2 separate regions of the Mus musculus genome follow, and region 2 is linked to region 1. Evidence: chromatin contacts called from public Micro-C data. All regions are on one chromosome and are shown on one strand. The core of a region is the stretch at or near the end of the contact, and the rest is flanking DNA. Distances in the headings are between cores, read along the strand shown.

The links. A called contact is a pair of places that touch in the nucleus more often than the background predicts.
Region 2: a Micro-C map of embryonic stem cells shows a contact between it and region 1, with 5 times the contacts expected there. The contact joins the enhancer-like site here to the promoter of Ahcyl2 in region 1. A contact is called at or near these places in 1 of 39 promoter capture datasets (cranial neural crest), 4 of 484 Hi-C or Micro-C datasets (B cells, bone marrow-derived macrophages and embryonic stem cells), 3 of 115 datasets of contacts at active chromatin or transcription factors (all in embryonic stem cells) and 1 of 9 other capture datasets (adipose tissue).

What each region holds. Positions count from the first base shown.
Region 1 is chr6:29,764,811-29,770,039 of GRCm38.p6, reverse strand. It overlaps Ahcyl2 (S-adenosylhomocysteine hydrolase-like 2), which reads right to left and starts at 1,597. Exons shown (of 17, transcript NM_001171000.2): 1 at 1,134-1,597. The coding sequence starts at 1,502.
Region 2 is chr6:30,023,572-30,028,774 of GRCm38.p6, reverse strand. No RefSeq gene overlaps it. Among named protein-coding and RNA genes, the nearest start is that of Nrf1, 22 kb to the left of the region's middle. Within about 2 kb of position 1,879, at least 59 of the 459 cell types and tissues checked have an H3K27ac peak or open chromatin away from gene starts, as enhancers often do. A contact at or near this core is called in adipose tissue, bone marrow-derived macrophages and embryonic stem cells, where this site is marked.

The sequences.
Region 1 (5,229 bases), core at 348-2,847:
AAATTCCTTCAGTCTTGCCTCTGACATCATTTAGCACTACCAAATGAAAAAGTTAACTGCCCTAAGTCATGAGGTAATTACAACAAAATGTTTTGCTGGAGCCAAGGTTCACCTAAACTCTACATAGTAAACCCAATGTACACTTCATATCTTTTTTTACTGTTGTTCTGACGGAACAAAATGCACCCATTATAATGGGAAAAAACGTAAATCATTGTGTTCATACTGTTCCCAAGAAATGAAAGCCACATTTTTTTTTAGATGATCCACAGATCTTGTCTTTTACCTCTTGTGCTGACATCAATAAATGGGAGAAAAAACGAGGGGAGTGGGTAAAGGGTATAGCCAATATATAAATAATTCGGGGGTACCATCATTACACGTTTCTATTTATGAAGGAAGCCGACAGCCCCAAACGATTACTTTCCTCAAAGTAGCAAGCATTTCTTCCTAACACTTTCTGCTCACGATAAAGATATGAATAAAATAAGCATTCTCTTCAGGTACAATCTGGTAATCCTAGAGACCAGCCCTCTTCAGGGTGAATGAAGCATCTTTCCATTACCGGTCTACAATCGCAGTACAAGAGAATTGCAATGGCTAGAAAGGAAGGGCACAGATCAGTACTACCCTGTGGAGAGCTGTTGGCCACAGAAAGGCAGAAAGTCATCATCTGTACAGAAGCCAGGCAACTCAGAGGGTTTCCCGAGCTCTCATGAGAGAGAGCTAACTACAGCTTCCTCGTTCTCCAAGGAAAAAGATCTTGCTATCCTTATCGCTGGAGGGAAGGTTTTTCTATGCCACCGAACAGTCCGGAAAATTACACGCGGGAGTGTGCTGGAGGCGCCGGGTGTAGTAGTAGGTGCTTCTCCTCCCCCTGCCTCGTTCAAGTAGTAGTGAAGGGCGCTACCTCCATGTTATTAGTAAAGTACGCCCGTGGTACCTAGAGGCTTCGCTTCGCAGCGGAGCACCGGGTGGCGGCCGCTCTAAGAGCGGGTTCAAGGGTGGGAGAAGACTCTCGGCTCCACGATCTAGAGGGTGTGGAACCGGGTGCCGCCGTGCCCTGAAGGGCCGCCACTCCCGTGCCCGCCCTCCCCGCCTCTCCGAGAAGCGAGGCAGCCCGACCCCAGTACCTTCTTGACCGTGCGCGGCGCCTCGGTGACCGTGCCGTCGGGGCTGACCAAGGCCTCGCCGCCGTCGCGATGCCGCTGGTGCTGGTGATGAGGGTCGCTCCGCTTCATGGCGGACGCTTGAGGGACCTTCCCGGCCGCAGGGCTCAGAGCCGCGGTGGGCCCCGAGCCCGGGCCGGGGGCCGGGGGCCGCTCCGCCGCGGGAGCCGGAGCTGGAGCCTCTGGGTCCCCGCCACCCGCTGGGGGTACCATGGCGCCCACGGCCGCCGCGCTCAGTCCCAACTGGGGCTCCGCCTCGGAGGGGCTCAGATCCTTCAGCTCCACCTCAGGCACCTTGGCGGCTGCCGCTGCTGACACAACCTGCACCGACATCACCGCCTCCACTGCAACCGCCGACTCTGACTCTCGCACCAGCTCCCACTCGGCCCCGCCTCCCGCCTCCCTTCCCCTTCCCTCCCCCATACCCCCACTCCTCCCCTCCATCGCCTCCGCTCCCACCCCCTTCCTCCGCCCGCCCGCTCGCTCGCCGCCAGCCCGGCCTCTCGAGCCTCGCCCCACCCCTGTCTGACTCACGCGCGAGGCGCCACAGAACCTGTAGTGCGCTTGCTCCGGGTTGCACGCGACTAGAAGACCGTGGGACCTCAGCAACCAACTTGCACTGCGCTCGCCTCGCGGGGGGGTGGGTGGGGGATAGGCCGCAGAGTCCCCTGGGAGTTGTAGTCCTTTCGTCCCTCCTCCGGAAAGTAGTTTTTGATGGAGAGGGAACTCCCAGGACAGCGACTAACAGAAAAGTATAAAAACGGATGACGCGACGGAATAGATGAGGAGAATGTCTCCAGAGGGGTTGTGGTTTCCGGAAAGGAATGCCAGAAACCCCAGGGAAAGTGGGGGGCAAGAATGACTCGCTCCCCTGACGGCGTGAATTTCCTCCGGAGTGTGCGCATGTGTGCTATCACGTGGGCGGCCTTTAAAGGAAAAGCGGCAGGTCAGGTGAGATGAATTCCGGCTCCAGGCTAGAAGGCATGGGGTTTCTCCATTCCGTTCCGAGCCTTTCTTCAGTGGGTTGGTTTCTAGAAGAAAAGAAATAAGCCATTTCCTGCTGTCATGCTTTCTGGCGTACTCTTGAATTAAGTAACTAAAATCAAATCCCCAAAGAAAGAAATCTCGTCAGGGTATGGTGGAGTACGCAGTAATAATTTGAACATCTGAAGTGTATGCGTCACCAGTGATAATAGTTCGAGGCCAGCTGAGCTATGAAGCAAGGCCCTGTCTTTAAAAAAAAAAAAAAAAAAGTTAATTCTACCGCACACATGTAATTAAAGGACCAGAAAAGAACTGGGAATCTACCCTGGGCCCTCTAAATGAGCAACAAATTCAATTAACTTTTGACCAGATCACCAGCTGCCAGTTTTATTTTTAATAACAAAAATAAAATAAAATTGCGTACCATTTGGTCATAGTGGTAAGCCCAACACTCAGGAGACAGAGACCTGAGAATCAGAAATGTGTTGAGGTTAGCTTTGACTGCTTAGCCAAAGCCTGTCACAAAAAGAAGAAACTTACCTGAAAGTAATGTTCTACTGATGATAGAATTTTTTTTCTTTTAAGAAGAGTTCTCCAATAGTCTTTTAATGATAAAAGGAAATAAATGCTTATAATTTTAAAAATCAGACTAAAAGCCAGGCGGTGGTGGCATAAGCCTTTAATCCCAGCACTTGGGAGGCAGAGGCAGGCAGCCTGGTCTACAGAGCAATTTCCAGGACAGCCAGGACTACACAGAGATACCCTGGCGGGGAAGGGGAAGGGGCATATAACAACATCAAGATGGCTTATCAGTTAAGAGCATCTGCTGCTCTTCCAGAGGTCTGGAGTTCAAGTCCCAGCAACCACATGGTGGCTCACAACCAACTATAGTGGTGATCTGATGCCCTCTTCTGACCTGCAGATGTACAAGCAGTTAGAGCACACATATACATTACAGAAAGAGGGAGGAAGGAAGTTAGACTAAAAAGTAGGAGACAACACCATACTTTCTAGGGATTTGAGAGTTGGCTCAAAATTTATGAGCCCTTGCTGTAATTTGTTCCCAACAACTACATTGGGCAACTCACAACCACCTGCAACTCCAGCTCCAGGGGGTGTGACACCCTCTTGTCCTACAGACACACACATATGCATAAGCTTAAAAATTATTTTAGTTGCACATTCTTTAAATTTTTATGTGAATATTACCTAAAGGGGGAAAAGGGCACTAAGATGTGGTTGACTTTTAGCATATTATGAGGTAGGCTTTTTTATTCCTAAAGAAACTGAGGCAAAGAGGATTATGGTTTGTGGCTGTTCAAAAAGTGACTGCAGCCCTAACAGCTCCCTTGGACTACCGGCCAGCTTGTCATTGGAAAAGCTACTTTTTTCTAAGCAAGAATAAGACAGAGACAAACGGGGGCTGGTGAGATGGCTCAGTGGGTAAGAGCACCCGACTGCTCTTCCGAAGGTCCAGAGTTCAAATCCCAGCAACCACAAGGTGGCTCATAACCATCCGTAACAAGATCTGGCGCCCTCTTCTGGAGTGTCTGAAGACAGCTACAGTGTACTTACATATAATAATAAATAAATCTTTAAAAAAATTGTCCTTAAAAAAAAAAAAAAAAAAAGACAGAGACAAACGGAGAAATCGCCTGCTTGAGTTCCTGTCATGATCCTTCTAGTACCGTGGAAGTCTCTTCATGTGGGAGCTTTAGGAGCTGTCATTTCCCGGTCTCTAAGTCTATGCTGGAAGGCACCTGAGCATTGCCATTTCCACAGAACCCAAAAGTCTGCCAGACACAAGAGCTTATTAGGCTTTCTCCTCACATGTCCGGTTTTGATCATTTCCTTCCTGTTACGAAGAAATGGCCCAGAGCTTCATCCTCCAGCTGCTGGGCAGGGGCTAACAACTTTATAACTGATTTCTTCCTTTCCCCCAATGCACGAGGGAGCTACAGTGCAGCCACCTGGCATGTGAGGAACTCATACCCAGCAGCTGCTTACCTGGCCAGCCACGAGGATTGATGACTGAGCAGAAGAGCCGATCCTTCAGGGGGATGTGGTGATGAAACGTAAGGAGTTTGAGCCCTGAAAAGAGACAGATGTTAGCCCCTGTTTCCCCAGATTTTAACATTGCCTGGAACCAACAGTCAGACCACGTTCTTCGGGCTTTCTAGCTCCATCTTACTCATCTGCTGCTTCTGAGGCACAGCTTTGTTGCTGAAGCAAACCAAGTGTACTCGAAGGTGGAATTACTAGATTAGAAACCGGAAGATTACACGCAAGTCTATTAACTATATTAAAAGACGTTTTAGGTCTACAGGTCTTTTTCCTTCGTCTGGTTCATTCAGCTTCCAGGAGCCAGGCAGACAATAATGAGGTCCATGAGGTCCAAGAGAGAAAACAAAGAAACTAATGCTGAGGAATTCTCCAAGGAAATGGGCCAGCCAGATCACAAGCAGTGATGACCGTCCTCCAGGGAACACCTCGTGCCACGCCGTGAGCAGATAGCCAGTCACCAGACATGTGAAGCAAACCTCTAAGGTGAAAGCAAGATGCCGTAGGAATCCTGGCATGCAATGAGGCCCTGGGTTCCATCTCCAGCAACACAAGAAAAGAGGTAGAGGCTAACGTAGTTTAAATTGTAAAACAACTGGTAGTGCACACATATAATTCCAGTATTCAGGAAGCTGAGGAAGAAGAATTTGTAAGTTCGAGGATGCCCTGGGCTAGACTGAAACATTAATAAAGCCTGCTAGGCTATATAGACTGTGTCCCACTACCATCAACTCACTTGGCGATTTACAATACTGATTTTGTGAAGGAGCATACAGTTTCAAGGAATAAACATCCAGAAAACGACAGCACAGGTTAAATGAAAGCTGCTAGCAGATTTTGTTTTTCATTAGAAAACTGTAAGTAGAGATTTTTTGTTGTGGAGGTTGTTTGCTGAGGTGAGAATCTCCCTGTGCAGCCTAGCTGGCCTAGAACTTAGCATTTAGACCAAGCTAGCCCAAAACTTCAGCAAGTCCTCCTGCCTCAACCTCCCAGGTGTGCTGAGATCACAGTGTGT
Region 2 (5,203 bases), core at 630-3,129, 260 kb before region 1:
GTGACTCTTTCTGGGAGACTAGAACAATTGTCTGTTCTGCCAGAGACTAGCTGAATAAAGCAATGAGATTACGGATTCACAAGGGTGTGGCTGACAGTTTACTTGGAGCAGGAAGGATGACTCAAAGGCAGCTGTACCTCCAAAATGCCCACCCCCTGCGTGAGTGACAGCTCACAACCTGTAGGTAGTCCCACAGTAGGCTCTTCTCCCAAGCAATTGTTACCGCTTATACAACTTTGGGTGTGGGTGGGTGTGTTGGGGGTGGATGTTTCAGTAGCTTTCTAAGACTTGTAAATTGTGTTTGCTTCCTGAGTCTTATAAATTTCCTTTCTCCCCGCTCCAGGAGGGACTGATTCACTCCAGAGGAAACCACTACTCAACAACAGACTGAAAATGTACAAAGCTGGAGTAGGCAACAGTATGCTTGTTAGCTCCATAGCAACCAGAGAACCCCTTGTCAGTTCACAAAGGTCTCTGCTACAAAAGAATAAACCAGGGGCTGGAGAGATGGCTCAGCTGTTAAGTGCACTGACTGCTCTTCCAGAGGTCCTGAGTTCAAATCCTAGCAACTGCATGGTGGCTCACAACCACCTGTAATGAGATCTGATGCTCTCTTCTGGTGTGTCTGAAGACAGCTACAGTGTACTTATGTATAATTAATAAATCTTAAAAAAACAAAAATATAAGAGTGAACCAGCATGTGAGGTTCACAAGGACGGGACACTGGGTCTGAAGTCATTTCTCCTCGCTGACATTCACAGCATCTTTTCCATTGAGCCGCTGAATGTACTGCCAGAAAAAGTCCCGTCCCCCCCCAATGATGATAAGGATGCAAAAATCGAAACCAAACCAAACCAAAAACCCTGCGCACATTACCCCTGGCAAGGGCAAGCTGCCTTAAATTGCTTAGATTTTGATGCTAGCTCACAGCAGTTTTCACCAAGCAGGTTAACAGAAGAGAGGATACAGTTTCCATCAGAGGAGCAAGTGGGAATCCAAGGGAATGGTATAGGACAGCTCTACTGGACATTTCCCAGCTCCATCCCAACCACCACGTGGACGTTCCTGGGATGGCTCTAATGTCAGATTCTGTATCATTCAGTTTATCTTGATCTTTCTCTTCTCTCTCCCCACGTCCCCATCCTTAGTTTCTTTCTTCCTTCCTTCCTTTCTCTCTCTCTCTCTCTCTCTCTCTCTCTCTCTCTCTCTCTCTCTCTTTCTTTCTTTTTCGAGACAGGGTTTCTCTGTATAGCCCTGGCTGTCCTGGAACTCACTTTGTAGACCAGGCTGGCCTCGAACTCAGAAATCCACCTGCCTCTGCCTCCCGAGTGCTGGGATTAAAGGCATGCACCACCCCCGGCCTTAGTTTCTTTCTTGACAGTCTCATATATTCTAGGCTATAAACTCATTACCAGGCAAGACTCCCGTGGCCCTCTGACCCCATCTCCTGCGTGATGGGATTATAGGGATGTGCCTGCCCTCAGCTCCTTAGTTATCATGAATTTTTACTTTAGAAAAAACAGTCAGAACCTGTGTGTAGCCGTGGGTGTCTGTAATCCCAGCACTTGGAAAACTGAGGAAAAAAAGATTGTTTGGAGGTCAAGGTCAGCCTGGGCTACAACCCTACTACACCCCGCCCCGTGTTCCAACCCTACAACAGCATAAAAGTAGGCATGGTGGCAATGCTTGAAATTCCAGAGGGGGAGGCAAAGTAATCAAAAGATCAAAGTCATTGTCAGTCAAGTAACTACTGAGAGGAAGGCGGGCCTGGGCTCGGGGAAAGTTGCTATGAAGCGGGTGGGGCTTAGAGGCGAGGAGGAAGGAGAAAGGATTCCTTCACTGCACTCAGATTCTAGCTCCACTCAGACAAACTTGTTTCCAGGCTGGAGTACTTCCTGTCCGGCTCCAGGCCCCACCCTATGGCCTCGGGCTCCATTTCCTCTTAAGTCACGCACCCGCTGGTTTTAGTTTTAGTGTTTTCCCCCTTTCAGAAATGTGTCTGATAGTTACAACTGTGTCCGTCCATCTGTTTCTTGGCAGAAAAACTTTGGGGGTCCCTTAGGCTTCTTCCCATTTACCCTATCTCTCAGTTCAAGCTGTTAGTGTTCCTGCTGTAATAAAATTCTGGGGTTGAGGTTGGGTGTGGTGATGTATGGCTTTAAACCCAGCACTCAGATCTCTGCGAGTTCAAGGCTAGTCTGGACTACACTGAGAGCTCCAGGACAGCCAGAGCTTTGTAGGGAGACCCTGTCTCAAAAAGCAAAGCAAAATAACACGTGTACACACGCACGCACACACACACACACACACACACACACACACAAAACCCTCAGGTGGAAAGACAGCTTAGCAGTTGTTCCTATAGAGGATCCGGGGTCAGTCAATTCCTAGCACACACATGGTGGCTCACTTCTACCTGTACTTCTAGTTCTAGGGGGATCTGACTCTCTCCACTGGCCACTAAGGGCAGCAGACATGTACGTGGTATATATATATATATATATATATATATATATATATATATATATATATATATATATATATGTAGAGAGAGAGAGAGAGAGAGAGAGAGAGAGAGAAAGAGAGAGAGTCAGACAGACAGACAGACAGTCATATCTAGAAAATAAAAGGGTCTGAAGAGATAGTTCAGCAGTTGAGAGCACTTGCTATTCTTGCAGAAGAACTGAATTCAGCTCCTAGCGACTACATTTAGCAGTTCTAAACTGCCCTTAACACCAGCTCCACGGGATTTCAACACCTTCTTCTGGCCTCTGAGGTCACCAGCACATCAATGGCATACATTCACACAGATGCAGGAAACAGACACATTTAAAAAAAAAAGAAAGAAAGAAAAAGAAAAAAAAAAAAGAAAAGCCAGGCGTGGTGGCGCACGCCTTTAATCCCAGCACTCGGGAGGCAGAGGCAGGCAGACTGAGTTTGAGGCCAGCCTGGTCTACAAAGTGAGTTCCAGGACAGCCAGGGCTATACAGAGAAACCCTGTCTCGAAAAACCAAAAGAATAAAATAAAAAAATAAAATAAAATAGGGGCTGGAGAGATGGCTCAGCGGTTAAGAGCACTGACTGCTTTTCCAGAGGTCCTGATTTCAATTCCCAGCAACCACATGGTGGCTCACAACCATCTGTAATGAGATCTGATACCCTCTTCTGGCGTGTTGGAAGACAGCTACAGTGTACTCATATGCATACAATAAATAAATCTTTTAAAAAATAATAAAGTAAAAATAAAATTCTTACCAGGTATAGTGGTGCATGCCACTGGAGAGGCAGAGGCAGAGGCAGAGGCAGAGGCAGAGGCAGAGGAGGGAGAGGCAGAGGCAGAGGCAGAGGCAGAGGCAGAGGCAGAGGCAGAGGAGGCAGGCAGAGGCAGAGGCAGAGGCAGAGGAGGCAGGCAGAGGCAGAGGCAGAGGCAGAGGCAGAGGCAGAGGAGGCAGGCAGAGGCAGAGGCAGAGGCAGAGGCAGAGGCAGAGGCAGAGGAGGCAAGCAGAGGCAGAGGCAGAGGCAGAGGCAGAGGCAGAGGAGGCAGGCAGAGGCAGAGGCAGAGGGCAGAGGCAGAGGCAGAGGCAGAGGCAGAGGGCAGAGGCAGAGGAGGCAGGCAGAGGCAGAGGCAGAGGCAGAGGAGGCAGGCAGAGGCAGAGGCAGAGGCAGAGGCAGAGGCAGAGGAGGCAGGCAGAGGCAGAGGCAGAGGCAGAGGCAGAGGCAGAGGCAGAGGAGGCAAGCAGAGGGCAGAGGCAGAGGCAGAGGCAGAGGCAGAGGAGGCAGGCAGAGGCAGAGGCAGAGGGCAGAGGCAGAGGCAGAGGAGGCAGGCAGAGGCAGAGGCAGAGGGCAGAGGCAGAGGCAGAGGGCAGAGGCAGAGGCAGAGGCAGAGGGCAGAGGGCAGAGGGCAGAGGCAGAGGCAGAGGGCAGAGGCAGAGGCAGAGGGCAGAGGCAGAGGGCAGAGGCAGAGGGCAGAGGCAGAGGGCAGAGGCAGAGGCAGAGGCAGAGGCAGAGGGCAGAGGCAGAGGCAGAGGCAGAGGGCAGAGGCAGAGGGCAGAGGCAGAGGCAGAGGCAGAGGCAGAGGGGCAGAGGGCAGAGGGCAGGAGGGCAGAGGGCAGAGGGCAGAGGGCAGAGGGCAGAGGGCAGAGGGCAGAGGGCAGAGGGCAGAGGGCAGAGGGCAGAGGGCAGAGGGCAGAGGGCAGAGGCAGAGGCAGAGGCAGAGGCAGAGGCAGAGGCAGAGGCAGAGGCAGAGGCAGAAAGGCAGGTGGATTACTGTGAGTTCAAGCAAGGCCAGCCTGGTGAACAGAGTGAGTTCCAGGAAAACAGAGAAACCCTGTTTTGAAAACCACACAATTTTTTTTATCTTTATGAGAATCAGGAATATTTATCATTAATTTAAAAAATGATTTATTTACACACACACATTCCCAGCTCGCACGTGTGAATGCAGATGTCCTTGAATCCGGAAAGGGTTGTAGGAGGCTGGAGCTACAGGAATTTATGAGCTGCCTGGTGTGAGTGCTGGGAACTGTACTTTACTCCTCTACAAGAGCAGTATGTATATGCTCTGCGCTCTCTCTCTCTCTCTCTCTCTGTGTGTGTGTGTGTGTGTGTAGACACACGGGCTAGATCTCCTGGAACTGGAGCTACAGGTAGTTGTGAGCCACTTAACTTAGGCACCAGGAACCAAACTCATGCCTTCTGGAAGAGCAGTAAGTGCTTTTAACTGCAGAGCCATCTTTCCAGCCCTGGGAATTTGGATATTTGTTTTGTTTGTTTTCCTATTTACACTAGACATTCTCTCTATTTGTGTGTGTGTGTATATGTCTGCACACACATGCATGTACATGCCACATTGCATGTGTAAAGATCAGAAGTCAGCCTTGGGGTCAGTTCTCACCTTGATTGAAACAGAGTTGAAGTGGAAGCATCTAGTTTCTTTGGAAAGTTAGTTATGTCAAATGATGGTTTGCTGGGACACTCAGGTGAGAGGATGTTTTGCTGGAGGAGACACAGGTGAAAGGATGTTTGGATAGAGCAAACACGTGAAAGGACCCTTGATGAAGGAGGATAACTATGACCCCACAGATGGTGGGAGACGAGTACTGAACATTGATTTGGTTTGCTCCGCCTCACTGTTCTTCCTCTAAAACCACGCGCGTATTGGGTCACCTTACCTTATTAAAAGTAGGTTGCAAAAAATTTATGC